Linked DNA regions of Anser cygnoides: all the other regions are linked to region 1. A link is a contact called in public Hi-C data. All regions are on one chromosome and are shown on one strand. The core of a region is the stretch at or near the end of the contact, and the rest is flanking DNA. Distances in the headings are between cores, read along the strand shown. Region 1 overlaps HDAC4 (histone deacetylase 4). Region 2 has its middle 78 kb from the start of HDAC4. Region 3 has its middle 52 kb from the start of NDUFA10.

Region 1 (4,223 bases), core at 892-3,391:
AAAGGGGAGCAGGGGACAACGCAGGACTCCAGGAAAGGTGCAAAGCACCTGGGAAATGGGACACAGCCAGGAAAAAGCACACCCTGACAGTGCTGCCTGGGGCTGGAAGCCTGCTCGCTTTTAGTATTTCTTTGGAAGCTTTACCTGTGAAAGGAGAGGGAAGACAGGTTTATGGTATTTGCTTTGGAGCAAATTAGCCAAGCAAGTGAGAGCCATCAGCGCAGCTTTGCCGTACTGGGGAGGTGATGACACAGGGACCAGTAGGTACCACAGTCCCTGCCCTTCCCAAATCAAGCAGCAAGGCAGGCTCTGAGCGTTTTTCTGGCAGGTGAGGACAGGCACAGCTCTCACAACCTGAGCGGCACATCCTGATAAAACACCTGGGGAAGAAGCAGCCTTTAAAGCATGGCTGACCTTCTCTTCCAAAGAAACGAGAAACTGCAGTACACAGAAAAAAAACACATTATCTGCGGGCTGCAAAGCTATTTCACTCATTCTCAGATTGTAATTACCACCACAAAGCCCATATTTGATCATCTCTGGCTAACTGGAGCAAACAGAAGCGTTTTACATATGGGAATCCCACTGAAAACAAACCATGGCAAGCTTGCACAGCTGGTTAACTACACAACAGTGCAGCGAGGGATGTCTGGAAATAACAAGGAGAATGCAAGATGCTGCCCATAAGCAAGGGAAACCCATTTTGGGATGTCCAGAGGGATGGAAGGGGAAAAAACAAACAAAACACAACACACACTCTGTCTAGGCCGCTACAGACTTCAACCCATAGAAGTAGTATTTGGAAGAATTAAAAACCACCCACAAAAACATCCTCTCGTTTTCCTCCTGGCTGAAGCTGCACCTCGCGTTGCAATGTACGTGACCTGGAGCGACGTTGCTGACTCTTAGACGGGGGCCTTGGGCTCACACCAAAAACCAGCTGTGTACCAAGCAGACTGTTCAGTTCGGGGGGCTGGGATTTCCAGAAGTTACAGGACTCCAAGTTTTCTGCAGAAAGTTCATGCTGTGATTTACATTGGAAATCGTAGTTCCCGATGTTTTCACAAAGCCTTGGGAAAACACCATCCCCGCAAAACGCAGGACAACAGTTACAAGATTACAATTACCAGATTAATACAAGAGTATTAGAAACACTACACACATGCCCACTTTTTGCTAAATGCTTTAAAAAAAAAACAAAGTCACCTAAGAGCAAGTACACAGCTTCACTGAGTCCTCCCTCTCCTGAGTTCCCTGCGATTGAGCTGAAATGCTTCACAGCCACTGCTCAGAGCCATTTCACTGGTCTGGCTTCTGCTTCTTCACCGTGGACTCGGTGTCTGCAGCTAAAACCTGCAGTCACTGGAGAAGATCCGAAGCCTGGAAGGGGTGAAAGCTTTAGCGAGGTCAAGAGCTGAATTACTGCAATTAAAATCCTTCAGTAGTAACGCGGGATCAATTAAAGACAGAAAAACTTGCGGTTTTCTCTTCTGTAGCTGCTTGCACCTCCACGCCCAAGAAACTAAAGCGTGTACCAAGCCCACCGCGCCAAGCAGCTCCCATAAATGAAGCTCATTCAACACTTTGTGCAGTGTAAGAGATGTAAGAGTGAGGTGTAATTTGACAGCGCAAACTCCGCTTTGCACTCAGGCTGTAAAGCACACGGCTGGCTGCCGTGGGCACGCGGATTACATTCACGGCTCATACACAACAGGTAATTAAGTCGTGCGAAGAGCTGTGAGGCAGGAAAAGTTAACAAGTTGGACTGTAGCTGAACAGTGAGGCGTCTGCTGTCACTCTTTGAGAGAATGCCTGCAATTAAGGTATGTTAATAATTAAAGCAGACTAAAAAAGCACATAGTTCAATCATTTTCGATGTTATTCCCAGACTCCAAGGCCATCGCCAGGCTATCCATGCTGGAAAGCTGGCTGGTTACTCTAGTACTATTTACTTCTGAATAGAAGCACTTTACCTGAGCTAGGAGGGAAACGACAAAGCAAAGAAGCACAAGCACAAGTGCGTGTGACACGGGCTCCTCGGAGCAGCAGTCCCCGAAAGCCAAAACCTCCACGTGTGGCTTTGTCAGGACTCGTTCCTTCCTCTAAGCTTTGCTCAGATGCACAAGCACACAGCACAAGAGGGCAAATACTGGAAATTGGTTTTGTTTTCCATTTGCTGGGGGAAGAGCTTTACGGAAAGGTTCCTTCTGGTGGACCTTCGATGGCTCTGGAGGCACATGGGCAGCCTGCTCTATGGCACCAGCAGCATGTTACACCAGCTCGACGATGCACACTGCACAAACAACGAAGCCACCTCAGACAAGTCTATTTTCACTCCTTTGGACATCATTAGAAATGCCAGCAATCCCTTACAATACTGTGTTTTTACTACCCATGTAAAATTAGCATTTGTCCTCGAAAGTAGATGCTCTACAAAAAAGACAGAAGGACTTTGAACGTGCAGTTTGGAAACACGCGGATCAATGGGGCTCTTGTTTACCTGCAGTTCAGGAATTTCCCCTTTTAAGGAGGCCTGGCCAAGCTGCCCCCACTCCACGCGCAGACACTCGCTACCTGAGGCCATCACAAAACACGTCCTGAACGTGCATAACGTGGGATGCGACGGCTAAGGGATGATCCAAAAAAAATGCAGGATGCACGACATAGGCGACCACTGCAAGCATGAATGCAGAGACCTGCCTGGAAAAAATGTACAGCAGAAAAAGGAATTAGGAAAACACAGCAGGTGAATTTCTAAACACATGGGGCTTCCAGAGCAACGAGTGGCATGGAAGAGAATAAAGCAGTTTTCATTTCTGTCACCAAGTGTTTCCTCAGCAGATGACGCCTACAAAAAGGAAAGGGGCAGGGTCAAGCACGTGGATATGGGTAGGGACTGAAGGAAGAGTTGCTCTCCCTGAAGTTTCAAAGTAATAAATAAGACTAAGAAGGAAAACTCAAGTTCCTAGTACGACTCAGGGCAAGATTTCACTGTCATTAACTAATACCAAAAATGAAATAATTGCTGTTAAGCCAGAATGAGAGCAAATTCACTGCAAACCCTTTCAGATTCCCAAAAGACCAAGCCTCTTTTCAAGAACTTTTCAAAAATTAAAAAACCCCTTCACCTGAAGTCAAAAGCCAGGCAGAAGCTCACATCGCGCACACACGTACACTCTCCAGCAGTATCCGCCTGCATAACCCACGGGGAGATCAAAGAGCCGGACCGAAGACTCAGCTCTGAAAGCACTTCAGCTGCTGCACTGCCAACACGTAAAAAGGTTTCAGAAACACGTGTAGTTATCTAATAAAATCTAACTTCACCCAGTAAAGCGTCGTAAAGCAGGTGGCACTGGCCTATAGATTTTGCGTTAACTTAATATCGACAGTTTCGAGCCCAGGAGTACTACTTACAAAAAGTTTAAATAAAAAAAAAAATACAACCGAACAGGAAGGTTTTTTCACTGCAAAAGCACTGTGGAGCAACCCAAGGACTCGGAAAGCAGCAAAGAGGAAAGAAAACCTCCTGAAGAACTTCAGCCTGCAGTCTTGGGTTACAGCATGACAACAGCCTGGAGTAGTTAACAATTTCCACTTAAGCTAATAGAAAGATTTAACTTTAATTTCCACTGAACTACAACCAAAAGCTTTCCTTCAGTTTAGGGTGGAAAAAGCACTTCCCCTCCTCCCTTTTCAGCTTGCTCAGGACACAGCTAGGAAAGAAGAAGAGGCACGAAGAAGGTGCCAAAAATTAAGCACGATGTGACTGACTGCAGCTTTCTCTTGGCGCTCGGCTGCCGCTGAGGCAGCTGATCCCTCAGCACAGCCTTTCATTTCCCCACCTGTCGGGCCACACGCTATCACAAAGGCAAACCTAAAACGTCTTTTAGGATATACCTCCTCTCCCCCTGCTCTGGATGTCCCTCCGGCAGCCCTGAGTCCCACCAGTGTCCCGAGGTCCCCATCCACCCGCCTCCCGCCGCACCGCTCTGCTTGTGGGGTGAGGGAGGGCATCGGTGCTGAGTGCCCCCTGCTCACCGAGTCAGAAATGCTCTTCTTTAAAAGCAGCTGCGGGATTAAGACCTGCACTCCCTTTCAATTTCAAGTTTCAAAGCTTGCAATACGAAATGTGGAGAGAGACCATTAAACCGGTCACATGCAGCCTTAAAAAAAAAAAAAAACAGCCCGGCACTATGCTGTTTTTGTAAGTCTTCCCTTCTCCA
Region 2 (4,167 bases), core at 1,431-3,930, 150 kb after region 1:
GGGCTGGAAAAGAGCAGGTACCTGTCTTGGCTGGCAGGCTCGCTCTGCGTGCAACAAGCAGTTTGCAGCAGTCAGTTGCACATACACTGCTGAACACAGAGCCCATACAAGGGAAATTGCTTCCAGAAAGTGAAAGAAATCAGCTTACAGCTCAGGTTGTTGCACATTTCAAAGCCTGGCATGGCCTTTTTCATTTTTCTCTTTTGTGGTGTCATGATCAGGAGAGGTCATGGGAGATGACCGCTTCTGCAGCCCTTGTCAATGGACCACACCATGGCTCATACTTCATTTGGGTGGGCTCCAGCAGAAAACCCCCATGAGAGGCTACGGGCTCAGGGGCTGCCACGAAGGGACCCGCAGGAAACTGGAGGGTGGGGACAGGGCTGTCCTCCCAGAGCTACAGGGCACATCCGTGCTCCCAGGCTCAGCAGGGCGACTCTGGAGCATGTCACCTGCACAGGACCCATGCATCCACCCCAGGAATAAGATCAAGGGTCTGGCCACAAGCCTCCAGCTTGGGAGATGCTTCATGTTTATGCACTCCAGGGGATTCACGGTGAGCATCAGCCCCATCAGGAGCGCATCAGAGTTATCCCTATACTCAGGTTGGACATGGCTGCATTACAGTGGGGGACAGGTCCTTCCACATTTCCCTTTCGCTTGAGCATATTCTGAAAAAAAAAAAATCAATAAATCAATAAAAATCTTTAAGAGTTCCCCAGCCCTGACTCTTTTGCCTGCCTACTTGGTCCTTGTTGGAGGACTACTTCAGCTGCTGGACTTCTCTTGATCAAGGAGGATTGTTTGCAATAGCTCCTGGCAAGGCAGTATGGTAAATGATGGCCCAACCAGGGATTCAAAGAGCCTGGGTTTTGGGAAGAGGGCACAAACCTGGGCTTCATTTTGGGCTACAACCCTAATTTTCAGACTTTGATCTCTCCTTCCCACATAATGAAAATCCATTTCTCGTCTTTGGGGAGTCTATTGTAGACAGAAGAGACCGGCGTGGTTTGCATATGGAAAAGAATTACTACGAGTTGCTTTTTAAAACACTTTTATTGATGTGCTCCCGGTCTCCTGTTTGCTGGTGGGTAATTAAGTCAATTAACAAGCATCTGTTTATTTATTTCCCTCGTTTATGGATGTAAGCAGTTTGGGTAGCAGTTTGTAACGAGGGCCTGCTGTAGCTTGCCTGCCGATACATGAATATTCAGGCGATCGCTTGCCTCCATCCACGGGGACTTTCCTCCTCCACCCGGTTGGGAGGGCGCAGGCTGGGACAGCTCACCCTGTGCCAGCGCCCATCCTGCACAAAACGCCTGCTTCTGGTGCAGGGACGAGCAGCACATCCCTGGAAATCCGTCATCCTCACATCCCTGCCCGGCCTAATGTCCCTGCCTGGCCTTCTGGTGGCCCTGACCTGCTGGTGGAGGTTCTGCCCCGAGGAGACTGGGGACGTGGGAGCACCCGGACGGCGCTGTCCCCGGCTGCCTTGCAAAACGAGCTCCTTATGCCCAGAGCCAAAGGCTACGAACCCGGCAGGTGACATTCCTGCGTGGAAGAAATAACTCCTAGAGATGTCTTCAAAGAGTTGTTTAATCACAGGGAGCACAATTAAGGAGGTCTAGGAGCAAGAGAAAAGGGATTAGCAGTATCTGGGAAGAGCATTCATCACGGCGAGCAGTTTGCAGGGGCACATCTGCTGCTGACTCCTCTTTTCCAGATGCACCGGTTTTATTGCCGTGTCAGCAGGATGAATGTTTACTCCCTTCTAAAGCCGTCAGGCGACTCAGATGCCGAGATCATGTAGTGCTAAGCATGCTTGTTTTGTAGAAGGGGGGAACGATGCTCAGAGATGAGGGAATTGCCAGAGTGGATGAGACTGGCCTTGCATCTTCTGCTCCTGATGCGAGATGCCATCTGCACCTCCAGAGGAGGCTGCGGGAAAGACCGTGGCCTGAACAGAAGGCGAAAGTCCTAACAACCCTTACAAAACTCCTGGGTTTTGGTAATTGCATTACCTTAAATGAACAACTGGAGCTCAGTTTAGCACTGATTGCAGCATCCAACCATTGGTTGGACTTTCCAAGAAGATGACACCATTTTGAGGTTGTCAGTGCCAGAGCAGGCATGAAGGAGAGCTGGAGTCACTGCATGCCGAGGAGGTGCAGGTGGCAGCGGCGAGGGAGGGAGGCACACGTGGGCAGCAGTGGGGCTACACCTGCCTGGGGGTCACAGCTGCTGTTTGAGCGGCGAGCTGTTTTCATCCACTGCTGTCCTGGGACACGTGGAGGATGCCTCGCGAGGCCGAACCTGCTGGATTCCATCTTGACTCTGGCCAGGCTTTGCCAGAGGAGCTGCTCTGCTGGTCACTGGGAGCAGATGGCCTTGTTAAAACAGAGCAAACGCTGCCAAGACCTGCTGCTTTTATGAGCTGCCAGGGTGCGCGCTGGCTGGGAGGTGGCACACATCCATCTCCTCCCCATGCCTACCATGGCTGGCTGCCTGCCCCAGCTGCCCCCGCAGCCGTGCCCGACCTGACGGTGCCTTGTGGTGTGGCAAGGTGAGGGGAAACAGCCCTGCATCCCCACCGTGTCCTTGCTTTCCTCCTGCCTGCACGCCTCCTCTTTCCCCCACCTCCACCTCCCCCTGCTACTGTCTCAATGCTTGCAGCTGAGAGCACGCCAGGGTGCTGACATGACCACGGCTGGCAGGAGAAGGCTGCTATTGATTATTGCTTCATATATTTGCAGATAAAGTTGCAGTTTCTGTCTTAAATTAGCATGGTGAGATCAGAGTCTGCAGCAATACCGTACAGCCTGTGCCCGCCAGCTAATGGGAGCGTGTCAAAAGCTCTCAGTGTGTTTCACCTCACCTTGCCTTCCTTGTCCCACTTTTTCCAGCGTGGCAGTATGGGGAGGTGGCTCTGGGCTGTCCGTGTGCCCTGTGACCATGCTTCATGTTGGTCCCAACAACCACACTGCAGAGAGGTCCAGCTAAACACACTCCATGGACATCCCACCAGCCACGCTGCATGGAGGTCCTGCCAACCTCACTGCATGGAGATCCCACCAGCCAGCTGTAGATGGGGCACAGCATGGTCCCCAGGCCAGCATCAGGCTCCATGGTGTGCCCAGGACACGAGGGGGGTGACAACAAACCAACCTCAGCACAGGGAATGCTGGCTTCAGCCCCTGCCCCTCTCCAGGGCTGTCACCACGGACCCACTGCCAAACACCACCAATTGCAGGCTGACTCCGGGCTTGGGGCGTGGAAACGTTCTTTGGCAGCAAAGCCAGATGGAGACATTCTGCTTCCACTGGATGGGATCCCACAATGGGTGGGATCTGGATTAAAAACTAATAATAAGCTGCTCCTTGCCAGGTTTTGGTATCTGGCCTATTCCAGTGTTTCATTCTGCATGTGCATTTTAGGGAGCAGGGTGGGGGGACAACACAACAACAGAGGCAGTGAACTTCAGCATTAGGGCAAGTACAAAATGCTGGGACGTGGGGCAGGAGGGGAATTTCTTCCTCCCACTTTGCCCCCAGAGAAACCACGCTCATAATTGCATCCTCCGACCTCTCATTTAATCCGACCCCACATTTAATTCTTTTTAAAGTCTCTGGAAGACACACATGATGAATGTGTACTATTTTCCTGGGCAAATGAAATGATATAGTTTCCCCCAAGGAAATTATTTCTATTCCACACCTTTTCCTTAATCCCACACAATTTGAGAGGCATCTGATTTATGGATTTTAGAGGTTCTCTTTCCCCCCACTGCTGCCAGTAACAAAACGGATTGTGTGTTACTTTGCGTTGGGTGGGGATGAGCCGTCTCTGCTGGTGCAGGGCTCAGAGCACACCACAAGGCAGTGTGTTCGTTGAGCACACCCCACGGACGTGGTGCAGGATGAGGAGGGAGTCAAACCACTGCCTCTGTGTGCACGGGCTTCAAAGAGCAGCACAGGGTTCCTTGGTTGTGCAAAGCGGCTTCTGAACCCAGGGCATGCCAGGGGTTGTCCACATGGAAAGCACAGCATGCATACGGCGTTTGCTTCTCGGTATTCAAGATGAACTTTCTGAAGGCACCTTGGCACCAACCAGCGGAGGAACAACATCCAGCAGCTGTCTGAGTCAGGATGTGGCCCACTGCTTGGGCAG
Region 3 (4,700 bases), core at 781-3,280, 200 kb after region 1:
TGCAGAAAATTGTATACTCAAAGCCCCCAAATACCTCCAATTATTCCTGTTAATATTCACGGTATGTTCACACCTCCACCAGGTGCCAGTACTACAGGGCCTGGGTCCTCGGCAGGACGGGGCAGGAGGGGGACGCTGCTTTCCGAGCGGCACCGCCAAGGAGCTGGGAAAGCCGGGGCAAGGGGAGGTCGTGTAAACCAACTCCGAATCACTGCAGGTTTCTTCTTTTTAAAGCCGGTCAGATAAATGTTTTGAGAAGACATATTAAAGCCGTGTCTGCTTTCTCCAGGGAACTATCAGGCTGATTTTATTTGGCCAGAGCACGGTAACAGGGTCAGGCTGTCAGCTTCTATTAAGATTTGGATGTGCGTCACTGAATGGGAAGTGCTTGGCTATATTGCTCCTCATTAGATTGCTTTATGATAAATCTAATCATTAACTTACTACACTTGGCCGATCTGAAGGTTACGTGCCTGGCTCTGCGGCGTCCCGGCGGGATGCTCACCGACACCAGCCCCATGGGGCCGAGCAAAACCCCCCGTGGACACGGCGCTGCCCTGACCACTTCCTCGCCCTGCTGGGCTGCAGCCACACTGCACACACGCCCGGGATGTTTTTGGGTGCTCGTGCCCCTCACCTCGGCTATTTGGGCCCCCTGGACCAAGCCAGGAGGCTGTCAGAGGGATGGTGCCAGTGTCACACAGCAAAGGCGGGGTCTGTGTCACAGCCCTGATGCCACTGCAGGACGGGAGGTTTGCTCTGCGGGTCTTCTGACTGCGTTTGTTTGGCCAGCGCGGGGCCCCTGCAGCACCCCTGGATGCTGGGCTCCATCCACTCGTGCCTGGTCCAAACGCATCTGTCTTGCATCCCACCGGCAACCAGGGCTTCGCACAAGTGCTTCCCATCTTCATTTGTTTTTATGATCTCATGAATTTATCAAAGACAATTAAGCCGCCCCCAGTTGAGGCATCGCAGACGAGCTGCTGGAGTCCTCCTGCTCTCCCAGAGCAGCTTCTCCAGGACGGGGAGGGTTCTCCTGCACAGGGCTTGGCACCACCAGCCCAGGCAGACCTTCTGCCTGCAAACCCAGCAGCAGCTCAGCCACGAGCTATCGGGTCTGTGCCACGCGCTGCACGGTGCGAGGGGCAGGAGGTGCCCACCGCAGGACCACCCGTCCCGCAGGGGACATGTGGCACGGGGCATGTCCCCTCCGGCCGCAGCAGGTCGAGCGGCGAGGCTTTCCCAGCCACCATCTGAACATCTCGGGGGCACCCTGGGATGCATCCGAGTGGAGAAGGCACCGGTGGGGGGACTGCAGGCTCTCCTGGGGTGCCGCGGTGGTTTCCCCACGCCCGGGGCTCTCCCTTTCAGGGTTAATTACAGTCAGGGTGAACAACCTCTGTCTTTGTTTGCAGGGGAGGCTGGGCACCGCAGCGGGCGCACCCGAACGGGGCTGGTTGGGGCCACGCTATCTCGTCTGAAACCACACACGGAGCTCCCGCCGCAGACAGGAGCAGCCTCCCTGCTCCGCCTGGGCTGCTCCCTCCCAGGCTACAAAGGGGCTGCTAACGCAGTTCAAAGTTCTCCCCGGTACAAAAAACGGTCTTTGAGCGTAATTTGCTTCAACTCGAAAGCAGCTGAAGCTAATTACACGGCAACGAAATATCACGCTTTAATATTACTTAGCTCCCCTTGGCCGGGCTGCGGCGAAACGCTGCTGTGTTTGCGATCCAGACCTGAGCGCTTTCTGATCGCCAGATAACGCCCAGCTGGACTCGGGGGCGGCGGGGCAATGGGGTGCTCGACCCACACAGCCTGGGAGAAGGGGAGGCAGAGCAGGTGCTGCAGCCCCAGGGGCGGTGGCCGGGCTGCTTGGAGCACCGGTGTCCCTCCTGCTTTCCCTGGGGAGGACCCCCTGCAGCCCCCAGCCCACGCTCTGGTCTCAGCCCGTCTCAGACCCCGGCATTCCCGTGCCACCACCGCACGGGCGCTCCCAGAGGTGATGCTGCTCGGTGTGGCCCCGGAGTAACGCTGCTGGCTGGCCCGGGAAGTCCCCCGCTTGCAAGAGCAGCCCTGCACCCCACGCAAGGGACAGGGCTGACCCAAAGGCCACCACGGGGCGCCTCAAAGCCGGGAGGATGGGAAATCCCAGGCTTGCTCACGGCGTGGGCAGCAGAAGCCGAGTTCTCAGCACAGCAGAAGTGTGCTCAGAGCCCCCTGCAGCCTGCAGCCCCCGGGCCCGGGCCCGTGCTGGCTGCCTCCATCCCCAGGCGCCGCGCGGAGCAGCAGGCTGCATTGCCACCTAATGGGGTGTGCTGGGAAAGCCCCGTGCATCCGACGGGAAACCAGCACCATGGGTACACCGGAGGCTTTGCACGAGGTGGAGGTGCTCACCCAGTTGCGCTGCGCCGGCCGAGACCTTTGTTTAGTAGTCACTGGTCAGGACGTCCCCTGCACATAAAACGGTGCAGGAGGCACAAAGCAAAGAGGACAGGGAGGAGGTGAACGGGTTGTTGTGTGCTCAGAGCTGTGCCAGGACACACCGGCGTGAGGTGACCCCTTGCGACCCAGCGGTATCGCAACCCAGATCTGAACAGGCAGGAAAAAGCTTTATTGGGTATCAAAGTCATTTTCCCCTCGCTGCCTCCATGGCTCGTAAACGCTCCTGCCAGCAGAGCATGTTTAACATTAAGCTCTTTGAGGGAGCGGATGCGGTGTCCAGCTACACGAGCCTCCTTGCCAAAGTGCTGCGTGCACGCAGGCACCACGGGGAAGCCACCCCGCAGGGACCTGGCGTGGGTGCAACGAGCGCAGCCGGGCGGGGATGGTGCGGCTGTGCCAGCCGGGCAGAGCTGGAAGGTTTTGCAGGAGGAGCCCCAGCCCCACCAGCCTGCGTGGCACGGGGCTCTCCACGGGGCTGGCAGCAGGATTTGTGGCTGCCCGCAGGATTCGGGAGCTACCTCTCTCCAAGATGCATACTGGTACGTTGGTTTTTTTTTTTGGTGGTCCTTGGGGGACCCAGGAGTCGGATTCTGTGATCCTCGTGGGTGCCTTCCCACTCGGATACTGTGTGGTTCTGTGACTTGCAGCAGCACCGCTGGGGCTGGCAGGATGGACCTGGCCTCCTGGGGAGCGTTGCACAACGCAGCGGGCTGAGCGCATCGGGGCCGGAGCGAAGAGGAAGCCGTGTCACGCTTTGGCCACGGTCCTACCACACGCAACACAGGCCCCAAGTCCAAACGGCGGCTAACGTGGGCTCCATCTGCACACCTCACTCCCACCCCGTCCTACCACGGGTAAGGCAGACGGCCTCAGCCGACACCCCAAAAAATGCCCTAACAGGTGTTGATAATCTGCAGAGATCTCTTCTCTCCTGGTTCCCTGCAATGACCCCAGCAGCAGGCAGCTCCTTCTGAACAGAAGATGAAAAACATGTCTACATATCGGCGTTAATCCTCAAAGGAAAACAGACGAGTGGAAGAGCTACTGCTCCGAGTGTTGCAATCGGGACCGGGGCTGCTCTGGGGTAAGCAAACGCCACCTCTGCGGCAGCCAGGGCTCGCAGGAAGCCAAAGCCAGGACTGACTTCACACCCCTGTCTTGGGCACTGAGGAGAGAACCGGACCCTGAGCTTCACCCGCATCCAACAAAGAGAAAAGCAGCAGGGGGGTTTGTCAAGTGCCTCCTTCCTCCCTTCTGCAGATGCTCAGTACGCCCCTGTAAGCAGGCAGAAACCGGAACCTGCGAGGACAAAAATCAACCTTGGCTCCCAAGACACCCACGGATGGTGGCAGTGGCCAGCAAATGGGCACAGCCTGGGGGCCAGTCATGCCAGGGCTGGGTGGGTCATGCCTACTTTTATCTTAGCATTTGTTTGTTCAATTTTTTTTGCAAGCACCAATTCCCTTTATGCAACAGAAACTCCTTGGTGAATTTTAAATGCAAGAATTTGATTCCCAAAAAGGAAATAAACTTCCAGACTAAATAGTGATCCCCATTTGGACTGGTTCTTCTTGTAAGCAACAAGAGGAACCAGAAAACAGCAAGCATGTAAATCAGTGGCTCAATAAATCACGCTTGTATCTGATTTTTGAAGCACAGAGTGGCATCGCTGTGCTATTCTGGCACCGTAACGCAGCACAGCCCTGTTCCCCGGAGAGCTGGCACCCCACTTTCTGCCAGAGCTGCACGAGTGCTGAAAGGAGGGTGCCTGCAGCAGCAAGATAAGGAACACAGAGAAACCAAAACCTGTGCTCTGCCCCGGCTTTCAGCCCGCAGCTGGCAGGAATGTGCTCCCGTTTGGTGCACCCGAGACCCCACGCCCGGCCAGATCCACCAGCGATCCGTCCCGGCCGTGCACCCGCCTTGCTCCTCCTTAGACCTTTGCTCAGGGCCGGGAGCGCCCTCGCTGAGCACCCCCCGTGCAGCTCCGCTGTCTGGGACCGTGTCTCCAGGCCATGCTGATCCACGAGCAGGTGGAGGAATGAGGTGTGGTGTCTGCCTCTCCCGGAGGGAACCGCAGCGGGTGCCACGGGTTTAAAAGCCCAGCCATCTTTGAAGACGCCGGGTACCCACCAGGCTAATTGAGACAAAGTTTTCTCAAGCACTCGAGATCTGGGTATCACTTGTACCTGGAGCTTTTGTAGGGGAGGGTGGAGAACACCAGCAGGAATCAAACAGTGGGGAGTGGTCCCATCAGA

Evidence for each region. A called contact is a pair of places that touch in the nucleus more often than the background predicts.
Region 2: a contact with region 1 is called in a Hi-C map of liver, with 2.6 times the contacts expected there. The contact joins two enhancer-like sites. A contact is called at or near these places in 2 of 7 Hi-C or Micro-C datasets (both in liver).
Region 3: a contact with region 1 is called in a Hi-C map of liver, with 9 times the contacts expected there. The contact joins two enhancer-like sites. A contact is called at or near these places in 2 of 7 Hi-C or Micro-C datasets (both in liver).

The regions. Positions count from the first base shown.
Region 1 is chr6:12,824,325-12,828,547 of Taihu_goose_T2T_genome, forward strand. All of the region lies in intron 2 of HDAC4 (histone deacetylase 4), which reads right to left. Among named protein-coding and RNA genes, the nearest start is that of HDAC4, 69 kb to the right of the region's middle. Within about 2 kb of position 2,142, at least 1 of the 3 cell types and tissues checked has open chromatin away from gene starts, as enhancers often do. A contact at or near this core is called in liver, where this site is marked.
Region 2 is chr6:12,971,006-12,975,172 of Taihu_goose_T2T_genome, forward strand. No RefSeq gene overlaps it. Among named protein-coding and RNA genes, the nearest start is that of HDAC4, 78 kb to the left of the region's middle. Within about 2 kb of position 2,681, at least 1 of the 3 cell types and tissues checked has open chromatin away from gene starts, as enhancers often do. A contact at or near this core is called in liver, where this site is marked.
Region 3 is chr6:13,028,676-13,033,375 of Taihu_goose_T2T_genome, forward strand. No RefSeq gene overlaps it. Among named protein-coding and RNA genes, the nearest start is that of NDUFA10, 52 kb to the right of the region's middle. Within about 2 kb of position 2,031, at least 2 of the 3 cell types and tissues checked have open chromatin away from gene starts, as enhancers often do. A contact at or near this core is called in liver, where this site is marked.